Regions from separate parts of the Mus musculus genome. Here all the other regions are linked to region 2. A link is a contact called in public Hi-C and targeted proximity ligation data. All regions are on one chromosome and are shown on one strand. The core of a region is the stretch at or near the end of the contact, and the rest is flanking DNA. Distances in the headings are between cores, read along the strand shown. Region 1 has its middle 88 kb from the start of Psat1. Region 2 holds the start of Psat1 (phosphoserine aminotransferase 1). Region 3 has its middle 120 kb from the start of Gm24319.

What was found. Hi-C and Micro-C count contacts between places; a contact is called where the count stands out from the background.
Region 1: a Hi-C map of the G1E-ER4 cell line shows a contact between it and region 2, with 2.5 times the contacts expected there. A contact is called at or near these places in 5 of 484 Hi-C or Micro-C datasets (the G1E-ER4 cell line, centroblasts, macrophages and 1 more), 1 of 130 datasets of targeted methods (epiblast stem cells) and 3 of 9 other capture datasets (adipose tissue, liver and pancreatic islet).
Region 3: a targeted proximity ligation map of pro-B cells shows a contact between it and region 2, with 2.1 times the contacts expected there. A contact is called at or near these places in 2 of 484 Hi-C or Micro-C datasets (Sertoli cells and pre-pro-B cells), 3 of 130 datasets of targeted methods (the 230-238 cell line, astrocytes and pro-B cells) and 1 of 9 other capture datasets (pancreatic islet).

What each region holds. Positions count from the first base shown.
Region 1 is chr19:15,835,397-15,839,571 of GRCm38.p6, forward strand. No RefSeq gene overlaps it. Among named protein-coding and RNA genes, the nearest start is that of Psat1, 88 kb to the right of the region's middle.
Region 2 is chr19:15,922,135-15,926,310 of GRCm38.p6, forward strand. It overlaps Psat1 (phosphoserine aminotransferase 1), which reads right to left and starts at 2,925. Exons shown (of 9, transcript NM_177420.2): 1 at 2,730-2,925. The coding sequence starts at 2,789.
Region 3 is chr19:15,799,972-15,804,326 of GRCm38.p6, forward strand. No RefSeq gene overlaps it. Among named protein-coding and RNA genes, the nearest start is that of Gm24319, 120 kb to the left of the region's middle.

The sequences.
Region 1 (4,175 bases), core at 1,150-3,649, 87 kb before region 2:
CTCAAGAGATAGTAAGGTAGTACAAGAAATTTTTAAAAAATCAGAAGCAGAGCTTTGAGGACAAACTTGAGAGCTGAACAGTCTTTTTCTGTTGGAGCCACTGTTCCGAGACACAGCCTTTTGCTAGGTCACACTCAGCAGCTCAGATCGCTATGAGAATGGAGGCAGGGGTTGCTCCAGTCTTTGGGTTTGAATAATTCTGGTGCAAGATCCAGAAAGGTGGGAACCAGACCACTAGTGAGATAACCACCAGCTTGGTTAGAAAGGAGGGACACAAGAAATCTAAAGGACTGTGACAGAGGCAAGAGCCAGTGAGACTTGACAGATTCAAGAGGACCATAGACTGGTGCCTTCCATTAGGTGCATGGCTGTGTGTGCACGAACTCCAGGCCTCTGTAAGAGCAGTGTTTGTCTCTAACTGTTGAGCCACACTCCCGTATACACACCTCCAACCACAGATATGCACGCCCCCTACCCATCACCTCTTGAGTCTTTGTGACAGACAAAACTGTCTCAAAATGTAATAAAAATGAAATGTCCAGAATGCTTCCAAGGTCACAGAGAGTTGCCACTTCTGGTCTTCAGAATTCTTGGAATCCCCAAGGTGAGAGAAGGAGAGAGGGAGAGAGAGGGAGAGAGAGAGAGAGAGAGAGAGAGAGAGAGAGAGAGAGAGAGAGAGAGAGAGAGAGAGAGACTCAGAAGTCTAACCAGCCCATCAAAGTGCCAGTCATTTGAGCAGAATTGCTTTGGACCTTTGAGACCAGCCAAGCATCAAAAGCTGCCTAGTATACATCTCACCAGGCAACTGAGTTGCCCAAAATCCAGACCCACAAGATTTGGAGGGAGTTGATCTAAGATTGTCTCACACCAGCTGAGAACGTAGAAACAAGGTTGAGTCAGGTTTGAGGTGGGCCAGGTCAGTACCCTGGGAATGGACTGCCAAGGCTGAACCACTGCCTCGCTGTACTGAGAATGTGTGGGAGAAAAATGACTACCAAGGGCTGGGGTGGCTGACTATGCAGGGTGAAATGATCGCTAATCACTTGCTGTTTTTACTCTGGAAAAGAAAAAAAAAGAGGTGAGGGAGCTCTACACATTATTCACTAGTGAGTCACCTCAGCTGCCACCATGATGCCTGGTGACACATAATTAGAAAACAAATGACAGATTAGTTTAATAATATTCATTAGCAACTAATGAAACTGACAGTGTTTCCTATTGAAAGCAACTTGGGCTGTTAGTTGATTTTAAGCAAATTATGCTCCTCCCTGTCCATGCTCCCTTTCCGCCTCCCGCCTCCCCCAACATCTCCCTTCTCCCTCCTCCCCATATGCCTTTCAGCTAAATGAGAGGCTAGAGGTAAAGAGCAGGAGAGGATTGTAAGTGGGTCATAAAATAGGGCATAAAGGGTGAGATGGTTGAGGGGAACAAAAGGAGACATGATCAGAAAGCGAGGGAGGGAAGAGGCTGGGGGAGGGGGTGTCCATAGAGGAGGGGAAGAGGAGCGACCCATGCTTCCCCTGTGGTCTTCAAACAAGCAGCTGCTGTCAAAAACAAACTTCCACTTGTCACAGCCAGGAAATGGTTAACAGGAAAAAAATCAATGCTTCCTTTCAGGCATTGTTGTTCTTTTTCCCTTTAAAAAAAAAAATCTCCCCAGCAAGAATTTTTAACGATATGCAGAAATCATAGCTGTCTTGCTGAATTGGTGTAGGACTGACCCCCCTTGACAGTTCTTAAATTATTCAGCTATCAAGGGCCTGCTAAACATTAAATTAAGCATCCTCTCTCCCCTGTCCTAAACCATTAAGTTATGCAAATGCACAGATAATGGGGCATATGACAGCTGGAGGCATTAATCACGCAGCTCTGTCTCTGGGCCGTTGTTATGTGGAAACTGCATCTGCCAACAGACGGAACAGCCACAATTAGATCTCTTAATGGAACGGGGAGCCACTACCTGGTCCTCCACGCAGCTCAGGTTGTAGACCTGGGAGTGAATGAGGCCCTTGAGAGAGCTTGTGAGCTCATCTTTTCTCTGCCCCTCCCCCCTCCTTAATACCTGCTCCTCCAATTGAAATGAAAAATTACCTGTAATTGTTATCATTTGCAAACAAAACCTGTCAGAAGATGAACCTGCTGTTTACAGCGGATGTTTTTGTTGCTCCCTGGGAAGGTTCTTTGGGGAATTTCCTTCATTTGTTTTTTTGTTTTTTGGTTTTGGGTTTGTTTTTTTTTTTAAAAACTAAGTCTGTCTTTGAAGATGTAAAGATGTGGGCACTGCAGAGTGGGAAGTAACCACTGTCCCCTGAGAGCCTCCAAAGTGCCCCCATCAAAGAGGGGACAGACTACCCTGAAAAACTGCCAGAAACACTCCCCTGCTTATCTGCAGATGCTTGTCAAAGAAAGCCCAACTGCTCTCCCAAGCTCCCCCACAGGAAGTCATGAATGAGAAGATAATGGAGACAGCTCATTATCTGCCAAGGAACTTTCACCTCCTTTGAGATTTATGACTTAACACACTCAATTTACAGCTGGTGGGGGTGTTAAGTCCAAGTTGTTAAGCATGGCTGAGAAGGCCAACTGTTTTGTCTTCTCTTTTGCATATTACTCTATTATAAGAACAGGAGTTTGAGAGTTCCTGATCAGCTGACAGTTGTCATGCACACAGGACTTCAGTTGGCCCAACATCACTTTCCTAATGGCTTCCTGGCAAAAGGACTCTTTCTGCACGGTATTTACACTGGAGGCTGAAGTTGGAGGCCATGCAAGACTATTACCCTCTCCACACCTCAAACAGCAGTGCAACAATTTCATGTCCTGACATTTTTTGTTATGAAAAGTTATGTTCTTTGAAACCATTTTTTGTTTGTTTATTTGTTTGTTTTGTTTTGTTTTGTTTTTGTTTTTGTTTTTGGAAACCATTGTTCTCAAATGAAGTCTCAGGACTATTCCCACTGGGTCCCTGGCAACATCTGTTCCATCAAACATCTGCCCTTCTTAAAATCGGGAGCAACTGTAGAGCTAACAATGAACCGAACCGTGTTTTCCCCTTCCCTTGAAAAGGCTCCAGTGCTTTCAGAAAGTCTGCATATATTTATGAGCAAGAACCGGGGGCTGCCAAGGGGACTGTGACAGTAGCCAGCAGCAGAAGCCAGCCGGTCCTGCTTCCCCTAGAGCTCACAATAGCCACTCTTTCAGACCAATTACCTCTAAGCAGGGCCAGTACCCCTCCAGCACAGGCCTCACCCCTGACCTTGAAAATACCTGGCTTATGCAAAGAAGAATTCAGGCCAGCTCTTGAGAATCTCTGATTACTACTGAGGGGGGAACTCACCCAAAGACTTAACCTGGAAAGACTCAGGATTGTCACCTTCAGCATCTATAACAGTTTTTGTCTGTTAAGCCTTCTGGCCCTGGCATGCTTCCTTTTCCCAAATTTCCAAGCAATTCTTCTTCCTAAGAACCTTCTGGAAACTGGAAAAATAATCACAAGCTGGCCTGCATGTCTGATCCTTCAGATCCCATGTGGAGTGTGGTCCACATGGCTACAGGACTGGCTCCAGGGTTGTGTGTTACTGTTTTTCTAAACCATCTCGCCAACATAACAAAACGACCCAAATGCAAGTCTGCTTGGTGTTTCTGCATTTGATAGTTGTAGGGAGACGATGAGCCCCACAGGTAGTGCAAATGGAACCTACCATCAATGTTGAACCTGACCAAGAACACATAGACCAAGAATCAGTAGTGCATTAGCCTGGAGGTGGTGGCACATGCCTTCAATCCCAGCACTAGGGAGGCAGATGCAAGTGGATCTCTGAGTTCAAGGCCAGTCTGGTCTATAGAGTGAGTTCCAAGAGAGCCAGGGCTACACAGATCTTTCCATGGAAGAGGTGGAAGGAGATACTTTTGCTCTTTCAAATCCTACCTGCAAAAGCACAGAGAGATTAGCATTCTCCCTGCAAAGATTCACAATTGCCTTTTGCTCCACTGTTGGGAGCCGCGCCCACATTCGCCGTTACAAGATGGCGCTGACAGCTGTGTTCTAAGTGGTAAACAAATAATCTGCGCATGTGCCAAGGGTATCTTATGACTACTTGTGCTCTGCCTTCCCCGTGACGTCAACTCGGCCGATGGGCTGCAGCCAATCAGGGAGTGACACGTCCGAGGCGAAG
Region 2 (4,176 bases), core at 1,675-4,174:
AACTACAAGGGGGGGGGCTCAGTATGCCTAAATAAGAATGTCAATTATGTTGAATGTAGCTTAGACAAGAAATGGATCCTGGCGGGTAAATAAAAGATATCCATAATAAAGAAAGGTTCAGGCCGGGTGTGGGGGTGCATGCCTTTAGGCCCAGCACTCAGAGGACAGACGCAGATGGATCTCTGTGAGTTCAAGGCCAGCCTGGTCTATGAGAGTTCTAGGACAGCCAGAGTGCTGTAAAGAGACCCTGTCTCAAAACAAAGACAGAAAAATAAATAAATGCTCTAAAATTAAACACCAAGTGCAAAAGACACTGTGAGACGCTCGCTGTGAGAAAGAATCTAATTGGTAGATGCCATCGAGACACTAGTTAAGGCCCAGTGTGCTGACAGGAGCCTTTATCCCAGCACTTGGGAAGCAGAAGTAAGCAGATATCTGAGTTTGAAGGTAGCTTGGTCTAAATAATTAGTAACAGGTCAGCCAGGGTTATATAATGAGACCTTATCTCAAACAAACAAGAAGAGATACCATTTAAGAACTGTCGTAGATAGGAGTTCGGTAACTTAAACCTGTAGAAGACTGACAAGGGTACAAATCCTATCCTGCTAATCTAGCTTAAAAAGAGAGAGAGGTAGAGAGAAAGAGAGAACAAGATATCATTAAATTTTATGTTGAAACTGCACTGGCCATGTGTGTGTGTAATATATGTTTATCTCAATATGTATGTGTATATATATATATAGTGTGTGTGTATATATATACAATTTGAGTAAATTTTAGTTTATACATTCATATTCTAAAAGAAACACCTGCAACAAAAACAGAATCTTAGTTTTTTATATATGTAGGAGTATGATACACACACACACACACATATATATAAATCAAAAACATTCAAGTTAAATTTCAGTGAACACATCCCTATTAAAAGAAGCACCTGGGACAGAGTCTTGGGTTTTGTGCGTTCAACAGGATTAAACAGGACCTGCCTCAGCAAACAGCAAGCAGGAGCTCTACCAGATCCCGTCCCCCTACTATCTGAAACCATCTTTGAACTTATTTTCAGTCTTTTTTTTAATTTATCTTAGTATTCATTTATTTGTACATCTACCCTCTGAAGCCAGAAGACCTCCGATACCCTGGAGCTTAAGATTTACAAGAGGTTTACTCCAGCAGTGAATTTTTCCAAGTGCCTTCCTTTAAATGATGGCCGGAGAAGTCATGGAAGAGATGGCTCAGCTGGGACAAGCACAGACTGCTCTTCCAGGAGTTGCAGTTGGAGCTCCAGAGCCCACATCAGCTAGCTCACAACCACCTCTAAGTCACTTCCTCAGGCACTTGACCCATGCGCGTACACACACCCACACACAGACACACCCATACATGAATTTTGAAAGCTTCGAAACTAAATCAAGAAGGCTTACTACATTGAAGTTAATCGCACATGCCTGTAATTCCTACATGCTGACTATTTTTGTCAACTTGACACTGTGGGCGGTGCCACCCCCGGGCTGGTGATCCTGAGTGCTATAAAGACTGAGAAAGCCACGGAGAGCAGGCCAGAAAGCAGCGCCCCTCCATGGCCTCTGCGTCAGCTCCTGCCTCCAGGTCCCTGTCCTCATTGCTTTTGATAATGAACTGTTATAGGGAACTGTGAGTGAAATAAACCCTTCCTTCCACTAGTTGCTTTTGGCCACAGTGTTTCATCACAGCAATAGTAACCCTAAGTAAGACACTGCTCTCTTGGGAGGTGGAGGCAGGAATAGTTCAAAACCAGCGTGCGGTACAAAGTAAATTCTAGGCTAGCCTGTACTGAGAGACACTGCCTTACCTAACCTGGCAAAAACAAAACAAAACAAACAAACAAACAAACAAACAAAAAACCCAGAGCTTTCCAAAACAGAGAGGGATGGGGGTGGGGGAGATCTCCCAGAAGGTCCCACAGTTCTACCAAAGACCGTCATGTAAGATGAACTGCAATGGCTGCAGAAAAAGCCCTGTTCTCAGCTTGTGTCGCTGTCCCTACAAAAGAAAGGCGTCTTTCCCTCTCTCACACTATCCTGTTTCTACCCCAACAGAGACCGTGGTGTCCCGGGGAGATCGCCAGGGTTCAACAAAAGATAATTGTACAATTCTTGGCCATGCCTGCGAGCTGTGGCAAGCGGTTACCAGATAGCAGCTTGGACAGCTGGTCCATGGGCTCCCGGCCACGAGAGGCATCTCATTCCGCACAGCTGGGGTGCGGGAGGAACCCGTGCAGGATGGGACGGGATGACACACCGATCAAGTGAATGGAACTTGGCCAAACAGACCAAAGCCTTTCAGAGTCTGAGGAGACAGGCAGGTTTCCAGGAGAAAGGCTTAAGGGCTGGGTGGGTTCGGTGGAGGCGAAGAGGGAGAAGCCGGCAGCTTTCAATTTCCGAGTTCTGAGGACTATGCTCCCAGCGCCCGGAGCTTAGCCTGCGCTCCCCGGAAGGAAACGTGCCGCCCCGACCGCCCATTCATTCACACTCCTACGCTCGCCTGTGCACGCGGGAGCCGCAGAGGCCACGCCACCAGGAGGCCGGCTGGAAGTGAACGCCCGCGTCTGTGCACAGGAGCGCATTTCGGCCTCAGCAACTATCTCTCCACGGCGGCATCCCTGCTCACCGCTGTCTGTATCTCAACACCCGCATCCCGACGCCCCACATCCCGATGCCCGCACTCCGACCAAACCCCAGCCACCTTACCGAGTGTGGCAGCTTGGCAGGCCCGGGCCCAAAGTTAACCACTTGCTTGGTGGCTTCCATGGTGCTAAGGCGACAGCAGGGGAAGTGGCAGGAGCAGAGACCACGCGAACAGCCCGCGTCTCCGGATGCAAAGGCAGAGCGGGCTTCAGCCTGCTGAGTCGGCGCTCCATTGGTTCGCTGTCTCAGGCCGCTCACTGATTGGCTCTCGCTCAGAAGCTCCCCTCCCTATTGGCCACGCTCACTATCGGAGTCTACGATCAATCAACTCCTCCTGGAGTTTAGAATTTCAATCGGCTTTAGCGGTCAACGCAAGAGAGCAGGGGATTGCACCAGCCACCCGCGTGGCGAGGTGCCTTCTGCCTTCGCGCACCTCTGGGCGCAGAGTCCCCTGCCCTGGCCTCTGAACAACTTCGAGGTGGCGCGCAAACCCATTGCTCCTGGCCCACCTCCAGCTGAGCTGGGCTATGCTGCATTTGTCCCAGAGCCAGTCCCCACTGTTCACCGGACTTTCCTAAGACCCTCACAGACACTCCGACGTAGAGACAGGACACTCAAAGAAGGAGGTGCAGCGTGTAGAAATGGTTGAAGAGTGCGGTCATAGGATTGTGACCTGGTGCACCTGATAATCCCAGCAGGGTAAATCAGGAGGATAGCTACGTGGAGGCCAGCCACACTACGTGGAGGGTCCCTGTCTCAAAAATCACATACGAAGCCTTTGTATTTGCACTTGCGCTCTAGCTCACTGCCCCACGGGTGGCTACGAACTTTGGGGGCAGCCCCACCCCACCCCTACCGCCACCCCCACCCTCATCGCGGACAGCCTCTTTCAAGTCGCTGAGTCTCTGTTCTCTCATTATCTCTTTCATGAACTGAGGAGCAGGAACCTGAATGTTGGCTCTTGTGCAGGAGGTCCTCAAGTTGTGAGGAGGTATTAACGGGAGCACAATATAGTCAGGGCCGGAGGAATGTGGCCCTGAGCCGAGCTGGGCACAGTGCCACATCTGTTCAAACTTTTCCACACAAGTTCCCTTTTCAAAGGAGTTGTGCTGGAGGCTCGCTTGAGATTCTGGAACAAGAAGGCCCCTTCTATGCTAGGGTAGTTCTTTTGAAGTCCAGAACATTTTAAAAGCATTTTTCCCTCTACTTTGCAGTTTCACCCAGATTCCTTTACTATGAAAACATTTTCCCAAGTTCTTTTGTACAATGGATGGCAGGAATAGGCACCGTGCCTACTGAGCGTTAATGCTGATCTCCGCATCTGTGGCCTCAGTTTGACAGGCGTGCAATTCAGCCTTTGAGCATTTGGGCTCTTGTTTGTTTCCCATAACCTGTAGAAGGGGTGTGGCTGTGAACAGAAACACTGCTTTGAGTCTGGGAGTAGTAGAGCAAAATTGTTAGAAAAGGCCGAATAAAGCCAGGTCCACGGCCTTCTTCAGCACCTTAGTTT
Region 3 (4,355 bases), core at 805-3,304, 120 kb before region 2:
CAACACTCTCTTGACTAAACAGCTGTGCCCAGTGGGCACAACCCAGGGTTGACATTTTATTGGCTTATTTCAAGAGGCAGAAAGCTGTGATTCTATATAGCCATTGTCACCTTCTCTTCTCTGAGCACAGGGCCAGCTTCAATAGCAGCTCACCCACCTGGTCAAGTGAGACATGGTTGTCCTTCATGGCATTGGCTGCCACACAGTAGGAGAAATAGCCACTAACAGTCATAGCACAGGTCCTCCCTCTTCAGTAGCTCAACTGATTTTTCTTGAGTTTATTTAAGCATATTTTTTTCTAAAGCTATTGTAAAAGTCCTAGTCTGATTCTAGTTTGACCAATTTAGGTCAAATACTTCTTTAGGAAGAAATAGCATCATGGGGCAGAATATACAGTGTTTCGTTACACTTAAATTCCAGATAGACAACAGGTTTGTGTGTGTGTGTATGTGTGTGTGTGTGTGTTCCATATAATATCTCAGATACACTTTAATAAAAGAACATAATCGTTTATCTAAAATTCAAAGTTAACTGGGTCTCCTTTCGGTTTTATGGCTGTTGCTTTGCTAATTTGAGCAAGACCCTCCATCAGGAGCCCAAAATAGGTGGAAATATAAAGATTTTTATTACATCTGGATAACATGTCCACCACCCCAGCACAGAAGACCAAAGTCCACCTCACTAAAGACACATGTCCCCTGAGGAAAACCAGGTACAAGTCTAGAAGACGAAGGACAGACATTGATCAGCCAAACACAGCAGATCTGTCCAAAATCGAAGTGGGTGTGGCTATGGAAAAGGAGCGTGTGGTTTCAAAGGTTTTCAGGGGCGGGGCTGGGGGGGGAGGGGTGATGTGGGCCAGCTGAGGGGGGGGGGAAGAAAATTGTGCAGGCTCCTTCTCAATCTCCTAAGGTTGTGTTTTTAGCCGTACACATTTGCCAGATTGCTTGAAAAAAGGCAACAGCTGTGGGAACTGACAGTTTACAGTTGGGATAAATCGCATTAGTGAAGTATTTCAATTAGAGTGATATCGAACTAAAAAACCAAAGTCATCCCTGAACAAATAAATTAGCACTTCAGTTCGTGAAGTGGAAGATTTCAACAGCGCCTACCTGCCCATTGTTGTGCTGATAGTTCCTGATACTGCCCTTGTAGGGATGGCGCATATGTCCTGCTAGAGAAGGACAATTAGTCAGGATCAGTCTATAACTAGGTATTTGTTTCATTCCTGACCAACAGCCAAATTTGGTCTCAGATCAGCCTGAAATGTCCCTAATGGTGCATCAGAGAGCCTTCCTGCGGGGTCCTGGTACAGCCCACCAGCAGGTCAGCCAGACGACACAGGGCTGGACTCTCTTTCCCAAGCTAATTCATCTACACCGGTAGCACTTTAAAAATCAACTCAGAGACCGGTCTTGCAGCAGATGCTTTTTCCGCCTGCAGAAGATGAATGTGAAGAACCACAGCTCCCTTGTTCTCTCAGGGTCGGGGCCAGCTCAGCCCACAGACTGCAGGCAGCCAGGGGCTCTACAAAAGCCTTCTGTTCGCCTGGCCTCCTTTTCCTTCCCACCCATTCTCCTCCTCCAACATCACACCCGGTTCTCCCAACTCCCCACCCCAGCCTGAGTCGCAGCAGAAATTTTTCCTCTGCTAGCTAGTGATTCCGGCTAATTAGGTGGCTGCTTTCATTTACTTCAGCAGTTGGAAGAGGGGCTAAAATAGCATTGCCCCTATTCGTGTTGGAAAAATAAATCATGCCCATTGTTACTCAAGATCTTCCTCTCCCCCTCCTTCTCCCGCTCCTTCTCCCCCCCTCCCCCCCCCCCCCGCCCCCCAATCAAGCAAATTAGCAGCTTGGTTCGTTTTCCTGGCATTCACTCCAGGGCAGCCAGCAGCACCCCGGAATGTGGCTTGAAGGTGTGTGGTCAGTACAATTGTTTGGAGCTGTTTGTGCCAACAATGGGAGGAAATGCCTGTCTTCCAGAGGACACCGAGTGGCACTTGTCTTCCTTAGCTTAAGGAGGTCTTACCAGCTGCTGCCAAGCCTGGCTTCTCAGGAAGAGATACACCGCCATCTATTGGTCACGGAGGTTAACGGCAATGCCTTTCTCTCCCATATTTGCTCGAGGCCACTAAAGGACAGACAACAAAGCTTCTAGTAAGTTCTAAAAATAAGCTGATTCTTTGTACCTCGGAGTAAGACGGCGTTTTCCTCTAAGGTTGCAACTCTAAGTGCAGTGCAGCGCGTGACTAATACTTCCGCTGTGGGGCGCTTTCCGTGATGCTGGTTTCCAGGTCTCAGGATGGTTGGCTGGCATTGTCTGAAAGAGCTTGAGGCTCACCACTTCTCCATCCGACCTCAACTATCTTGGGTATCAGCACTTCTGGGTAATGGTTCTTACGCTGTAAACCTTCATATCATCCTTCTCCCACCCAAAACAAGCCCAGTTTCTAAGACTGCAAGATGGGGAGGGGCATTCAAAAGCTTCCTGCATTCAGAGACACTTGTCTGTGCACTGAGGATCAAATGCCAAGTCTTTTTGCATCCTGGATCCTGAAACAAGCAACTCCCCTATTCCTGACAACAAATGCTTCGGCTGCCTTTTATTTCATTCTGTTCTACATACATGAAGGACATGATTGCCTCCCTGGTTTCCAGTTTTAAAAAAATCCTGATTTGATTAGCGTTTGTGTAGAGATGGACGATCATATACAACCAGTCCATCGCAATATGTTGGGTTTGGTTTGTGACTCTCAATCAGGGTGACTGGCATGACATCCAAGAGTCTTTGTTATCATATTGGAACATTTTGGATTGACACAACTTGACAAGGTGTTGAGCGTTCTACAGCATTCAGGAGAGACCCACCACTAACACACACAGCAGAGAGTTATCCAGCCCAAACTGTCAATAGCACAGATGCACTAGGAGTCTGGTTTAGAAAAGGGGGAGGGGGAGGGAGGGGGAGGGAGAGGGAGAGGGAGAGGGAGAGGGAGAGGGAGAGGGAGAGGGAGAGAGAGAGAGAGAGAGAGAGAGAGAGAGAGAGAGAGAGAGAGAGATCGCCCTCTGGTAATGGGGTTATGATAACATTGATTGTTCTCAAATGAGCCACACCGCAGAGACAGAGGATAATTCTCCTTCTCCCAAGTCAGTATTTACTGCCTTTTTTTCTTCTTTAGCTCTTCCATTTTAAACATAATTTAGCTGTCTTTTTCCCCCCTTCTGCTGCTGGGAAGAGAAAGGGTTGGAGGGGGAGGGGAAGGCAAAAAGAAAAGGAGGATTAGAGGCTTGACCTGTTTCTCGGGAAGAGATGCCACATCCCTCTCTCAGATGTGCTTCGTGACCAGGCAGGGTACAATTAAAAGCACAATAATTTGCTTGTTATTCAAGTCAGGCATTAGTCCGGGTAATGGCGTGCTTGGTGGAGAGATGGATTTCCTTGTTAGGCAATAAGCGCAGGATTAACTGAATTCTCCATGGAGAAATCTTGATTTGTTCAAGGTCTTTCATGTTTTCTACAGAGAAGGGATTATGTCTTCTTAAAGAGGGGCCTTGCTTAAAAAGCTACAAAGTATAAGAAAAGGATTTAGGGCAGAGGGGCCTGTGGTTAAGTAGCTGAGGGGTACAGGGAATTTTAGAGCAAGGGATTATTTAAAGCCATAAAGTTCAAAAAATAATTGGTTTAGCACTACTGGGTCAGTGCTGGCAAGCTCACAGTAAGGCAGCTAAGCATGGGCTAATATTCATTTTACTTTGGCTAATTATTGCATGGATCCAGGAGAGGAGGAGCAAGAACGCGCTCCCTCCCTGGCAATCAGGAAGTGCAGTATATTTGGTGTGTGCCTTTCGGGCTTGTGTTTTATGATGGGATGTCCAGAATGTAAGAATCACAAGAAGTGTTACTTAAAACACAGGCACTCTTGTCTTAGAATAAGCCTGCTACCCCAGAAGCAGAGAATAAAGACACTATTAGTGTGGTTTTTTTGTTGTTGTTGTTTTTTGGTTTTTTGTTTGTTTTTTTGTTTGTTTGTTTATTTTTTTGGTTTGTGTTTGATTTTAGGGTTCTGAGGGCAGAATCCAGGGCCTGGCACATCCTAGGCAAGTTCCCTACCACTGAGCTACATCCCCAGCACCCAGCCACTCAGCTTTAAATCCAAGGACACCGTTAGAGAGGATATGAAGTAAAGTGCTGACTTCACCAGCCACCCTCATGAAACCAGTGAGGCTCAACCAGCCCAGCGACAACTTTGTCACAGTCCAGAGATGTTTTCATCACATCTGGAAATATGCCACTGACATCAAACTACAGAGGCTGGAGTTGTGAGGGCAGGTGCTTTTAAATAGATCATAATCC